Linked DNA regions of Mus musculus: region 1 is linked to region 2. Evidence: chromatin contacts called from public HiCAR-type data. All regions are on one chromosome and are shown on one strand. Each heading gives the region's core, a stretch centred on a gene start, on an enhancer-like site or on the middle of the called end of the contact. The rest is flanking DNA. Distances are from core to core; before and after follow the strand shown.

Region 1 (3,030 bases), core at 528-3,027, 1.3 Mb after region 2:
CACACTCGTGTGGTTGTGTCCAGCTTTAAGGTTTTGAGATCTAGTACGGGATTGGACTCTGAAAAGAATGTAACAACTCAGACTTAGACTGAAAGCACCTCAGTGCCCATGGAGGCTTCCCAATGGAGGTAGCCCTGGCAGGTCTGGAATTTGCTAGGTAGACCAAGCTGGTCTTGGACACACAGGGACCCATTTGCCTTTCCCTCTGGAGTGCTAGGAGTAAGGGTGACAGAGAGACTAAAAAGCAGGTCTGAATGTGTCTCCAGAGGCCAGTGTCTTCTAAACCCTGTCTAAAATGCTTGTTTAGCACTTACTAGCTGGGTAATCTTGGACTTAACTTTTCCATGCCTGTTCCTGTTTAGAAATCATATTGGTACACATATCTTTATGAGGAACAGGGGACTTAATAATGCAATGGCCTCAGAGTATTGCCTAGAACAGAGGAAGCCCCAAGGGAAGCAGTTATTGTTATTTCTCAGGCTCTTCTCCTCCTTGGCACCTTTCTTGCTAACATAACAAATGAAAATGATAGCTAGAAATTTTAGTTTACACCCTTTTGATTATCCGTGGGGCTGTTTCTCTCCCTCCTTCTCCCTCTACTTCCACCTCTCACACTCTGTGTGTGTGTGTGTGTGTGTGTGTGTGTGTGTTGGCTGATATACTTCTGATTCCTGTGGTGGTTTGAACATGTTTGACTCAGGGAGTGGCACTACTAGGAGATGTGGCCTTGTTGAAGGAAGTGTGTCACTGTGGGGTTGGGGTTCGAGACTATTCTCCTAGCCACGTGGGAGACAGTCTTTTCCTATTTGCCTTCAGAACAAGATGTAGAAAAATGGCTCAGTGGTTAAGAGCACTTGTTGCTCTTGCAGAGGATCTGGTTTTGGTCCCAGCACCCACAACTGCCACAAATGGCAGCTCACAACTGTCTTTAATATCAGTTCCAGGGGATTCTATATCCTCTTCTGGCCTCCAGCACCATGCCTGCCTGCACACTGCCATGCTTCCTGCTATGATGCTAATGGACTGAACCTCAAGACCTGTAAGCCAGCCCCAATTAAATGTTGTCCTTTATAAGAGTTGCTTTCGTCATGGTGTCTTTTCACAGCAATGGAAAACCTAACTGATACAATTTCTGTCCGGCTGAGGGTATAGCTCAGTAATAGAAGGCTTTGCCTAGCACATGCTCTGGGCCCTGAATTTGTTTTGTTTTGTTGAGACAGAGTCTCACTGTGTAGCTTTGGCTGGCCTGGAACTCATTATGTAGACCAGGCTGGCCTCCAACTCATAGAGATGTTTGTGCTTCCCCTTCTCAGTGCTAGGATTAAAGATGTGCACCACCAAACTGGGCTAGGGGCCCTGTATTGATAGATAGATAGATAGATAGATAGATAGATAGATAGATAGATAGATAGATAGATAGATAGATAGATAGACAGATCATTTTTTTCAAAGCTTTCAAAGCATTGTGGTAAACAGGATTCCATTTGATCCTCCTTATAGATCTATAAATCAGGAAGGAAGCAATCAGCAGTCCTGACTTTCTTGATTTAGAACCTGATGCTCAGAATTCCAGTGCTAGCCAATTTCAACCACAGGAATCAGATTCTGCCTTTCAAAGCCTTGCAGTTGTCCCAGAAACTAGAAGCCCGGAAAAGCTTTGGTTACTTGTAAGAATGTCCCTGCCCCAGGCCCCGCCCTCCAGCCCCAGGCCCCGCCCTACTCGCCTCCGATCCCGCCCCTCCCGCTCCGGCCACGCCCAGGTGTGCTCGCTGCGCGGGCGCAGTGGCTCCTGCGGGAGGGGCACCTCAGGCCGCGGCCCCGCCCTCCCCGGCGCGCCCCGCCCAGTCCAAGGGCAGCGGGCTGGGCGCTGCGGTCCCGCGGAAGGGGGGAGCTAGGGTGAACCCCGCGTGGGGGCTTGTCTACGACGTGGCGGAGGCCGTGAGCCCGAGGCCGGGTAAGGAAGCGCACGGACCCCCGAGCCGCCATCTTGCTACGGAGGGGCCGGGCGGGCGAGCGGGCGGGCGGGGCTGGCAGAGGGGGCTGCCGCGGACCGAGTGGCTCGCCCCTCGGCCTCTGAGACCCGGCCCTACCGTACGCCCCCGGGTTGGAGCTGCTTTCTCGGGCCTTCTCATCTGCTGCTCACCCGGGGTTGGTAGGGAAATGGCCAGGAAATGACTACTGTCCCATTGTGCAGGAAACTGAGACTCAGAAGTGAGGAGACTCGACTAGGAACGCACAGCAAGGTGCTGGCAGTGGGACTCCAGGGCACCCTGCCTCACCTGCCAAGCTAGGGAGTTGGGAGAAAGGACTAGCAAGCGGTTCTCTTTTTGTACCATCAGGTCAGAGCTAACCAAGAAGCATTCAGAAGCCAAACCATGGATCCACCTGCCCGGAAAGAAAAATCCAAAGTTAAAGAACCAGCCTTCAGAGTGGAGAAGGCTAAGCAGAAATCTGCCCAGCAGGAGCTGAAGCAAAGACAGAGAGCAGAGGTGAGATGAAGGAGGGAGCTCTGTATGCCTGAGCGAGCTGGAGAGGGTGCTGGAAGAAAAAAAAAAAAAAAAAAAAACCAGCAGAGGAAACTTTACTAGGGGTCCCTGCTTGTCCCAGGCATTGGTCCCCCCAGAGGGAGAGAGTCCAGCCAGGTCCCAAACGGTGAAGCGGAAGCCCAGAGTCACATACCAAGTTAGTGTCAGAATCCCAAGCTGGACCGGGTCTCCAGTTGCCTCCTGGCGCAAAGCTTTTGTGTTAGTGATCTGAGGAATGCATGAAAAGAGAAGAGGGTAGCTATGGGTGGGAGAGGGATCAGGGTGGGAGGAGAAAATGAACAAATGAATGAAGGAGAATGCTTGAAGTGCCAGTGTGACCCGTGACCCGGTACACATGGGCATTTGGTGCAGAGAGTATCTAGTTGGTGAGCGGGATGGAAAAAGCCCTCACTGGAGAAGCCTGACAACCTGAGAATCCATACATATGCGGAAGAAGAGAAGGTCTACATAAAACTGACCTCCACACTTGCTGTGGCACACACAC
Region 2 (2,913 bases), core at 146-2,645:
ATGGCCTGGGCAATGGAGAAGTCTGGAAGGAGGCCATGGCAGAAAGCCATGTGGGCAGGTAAGGAAGGAAGGGCCCTGTAAAGTTGCCAGCAGAGCCAAGCCCCTTGGACCCAGCACAAAACAAGAGAGCCAGGCACACTCCTGCCTGTCCAGGACCGGTTTGACTTCCATCCAATAAGGAAAAGACCCTTTCTGAAGATAAATGAACATATAACTCAGACGGGTTTAGCTCCAGATATCTTTGTGAGCCTTTGACTGAAAAAAAGTGAGTCGGGTCCAGGATCATTCAGCATCCGTGTGGTTTCTAACGTGGGGGTGGGGGTGGCTGAGTGGCAGGTCTTGTGAGTTTCTGGTTCCCTCCAGAACTCCGCCTGCTTTTCTCCTGGATCTGGGCAGGAGCCGATTTGGTTATAAGTCTAAACCCTTCAGCACCCTACAGGGAACAACCTAAGATCCTAGAGTATCTATCCGAAAGGGGACCTGTGTCTACAGAAAGCCCAAAATAGCCCATTAGGCACTGCAACACTGCTGTCCAAGCCGGCTGCCCAAGAGAGATGGTAAATACCAGGTGCTCTGGGGGCATCATCCCAGCGGGCACTGAGCCCGCGTCTGAGCTTTGGCATTAGTGTCAGTCCCCAGAACTTCTGCTCTGTCACTGGAGTGCCCACCCCAAGGCCCTCATACCTTCTCCACGTTCTCCACAGTGAAGTCCAAGGCTGGTGCTGCTCCAGCCCCTGCAGCCCCCAGCTGCTCCTCCCGCCGCTCCATCTTTGCTCCCTGCCTGGCAGGGAGGTGGACCCTGATCTCTTTCTTGCCCCAGCCCTTTGGCTGTCGGCCCCCTGCTAGACCCCGGCTTGAGTACCCGGGAGGTGGTGGGATGAGGGGATGCCCAGGGCGGGCATGGCTGCCGAGGCCTGCCCACCTCGTTTGGAGGGGGAGTGGGTTGCAGAGGTCAAAAGATGTGCTCTTCGGAAAGGGACCCGCTAAGGCGGCTCCCAGAAGGGAGGCGTCCGTGAGGTACTCCCAGACAAGGGTCCTAGTGGGAGGTCACAGCTCTGTCCCTTGAATCAAAAGTCATAGGGGAGGGAGGCCTATAGGGGAAACAGAGGCCCTGGCCCGTGAGGGGTCACAGAATCAACGGCCTGTACCCATAACACCCCAGTCTGGACGAGCTTCTAGATGCTATGAGGTCAGGGGGGCTGGGAGATCACCCGGGAGAGAGCCCTTCGCGAGATACGGAGACGTCCAAGGAAGCACGGGATTGCAGTTTCGTGAGTCTGGGGCAGAGTCGGTAGAGTTGGGGGACTGAGATAGGTCCCCTCCGTTCGCCTGGCCCGCGATCTGTTCGCCTCCCGGCGTTGGCCCCGCTACGGTCGCTGCCTCCGCCCCAGTGACTGACAGACAGGCCGGCCCGGCCGGGACGGGGCGGGGACCTCAGCAAGACTCGGGCTGTCCCGAGCGCCTGTCGCCAGTACCACCAACTTAGGCCCCCACCCACGCTTGTCCTGGCCCGGCACGGCCAAGCACATCGAGACACGGCACGGCGGAACTACGCGGAAACTCATTCCGGGTCTTTGGCCCTGTCCTCGTGCTAGCTCGCGCGCCCCCGAACAGGCGACGGAACGGCACACCGCCAGGGGCCCCTGCCTGAAGCAAGGACCCGCCTCTATGCACCCTGGGAAATGTAGTTTTCGTCGGACCGGAAGGTGGCTCCTGAGGAGGGAGGCTTGGAGCACGTGGGTTGGGGGTCCTATGGAACCCTATCCTATTCTCGGCTTAGGGCAGAGGACCATCTTGCTCAGTCACATTGCCTAGGAGTGCAACTCTTGCGAAGACGTGATTCATGGGGCCTTTGGGTGGAGTTGGAAGCCAAGAATGGAGGGGAGAGGGTCACGTTTGGTCGGCGCTCAGGCACAGGGAACTGGTTGTGTTGGTGACCATCAGCACCCGCTAAAGAAGAGGAAAGATAGGAGTTACTTGGTGCCCCACAATTAAAAAAAAAAAAAAAAGCACTGTGGATCTGCTCGGGAGCAACCGGGAAATCATATTATTCTGCGCGCGCGCGTGTATGTGTGTGTGAAACGAGGAGGAGAAGGGAAATCGTTAAGGTTTTCATTATGTTTCAAGTAAGAATAGCTCATGGCTTTACCTTAGGTTTTGTTCTCTCTCTATTCTGCTGTGGCGGGTTGGTTTGTTTTGAGATGGAGTCTCTTGCCTTGGGGTGGGGAGTGTACCTCTTTAATCCCAGCACTCCCGGGATTACAGGAGTGTGCCACCAAGATGGGTGTCTGAAGTGCTGTGCCTCCCGCGCACCCTGTCAACTGAACCACATCCTCCACCTTCTTTGTTTTCAAGCGGGGATCTCACTATGTAGCCCGGGCTTGAGTGGGTATTTTTATTCATTGTCTTCAGCTAAAATGGGGAAATTGAGGTTGGAGGAAGGCAAGCCCTGCTCCCAGCAGGCACTTCCTCTCCATGCTCAACTTTTTCTTTCCTTGACTCCTGTCAGCAGGAAAGGAAATGATTTCAAACAGAAGGATCTTTCTTTTTCTTTTCTTTTCTTTTTTTCCAAGACAGGGTTTCTCTGTGAGGCCCTGGCTATCTTGAAACTCTGTAGACCAGGCTGGCTTCCAGCTCACCGAAACCCACTTGTGTCTGCTTCCAAAGTGCTAGAATTAAAGTTATGTACCACCATGCCCAGCCTAAAACTTTTTTTTTTTAGATAAATTATATTAAGCTCAATTTGGGCTTACTATATGGCTTCTCTCTCCTTATTGACTAAACTCTTCCCAACACAGCCTTCTAGCAGTAGCAAAGTTGGGTAAGAATAAGAAGGGCTGGCATACCGTCAGGAGGAGCAGCAATTTTGTAAACCTGGGGAGGAAACAGATTAAGACAAGAGCTGGAGTCACT

What was found. HiCAR-type assays count read pairs that join an accessible place to other places.
Region 1: a HiCAR-type map of astrocytes shows a contact between it and region 2, with 4 times the contacts expected there. The contact joins the promoter of Svbp here to the promoter of Ipo13 in region 2. A contact is called at or near these places in 2 of 39 promoter capture datasets (hippocampal neurons and pre-B cells) and 2 of 115 datasets of contacts at active chromatin or transcription factors (astrocytes and embryonic stem cells).

Annotation. Positions count from the first base shown.
Region 1 is chr4:119,193,533-119,196,562 of GRCm38.p6, forward strand. It overlaps Svbp (small vasohibin binding protein), which reads left to right and starts at 1,778. Exons shown (of 3, transcript NM_024462.2): 1 at 1,778-1,954; 2 at 2,340-2,489. The coding sequence starts at 2,376.
Region 2 is chr4:117,913,604-117,916,516 of GRCm38.p6, forward strand. It overlaps Ipo13 (importin 13), which reads right to left and starts at 1,396. Exons shown (of 20, transcript NM_146152.3): 1 at 685-1,396. The coding sequence starts at 768.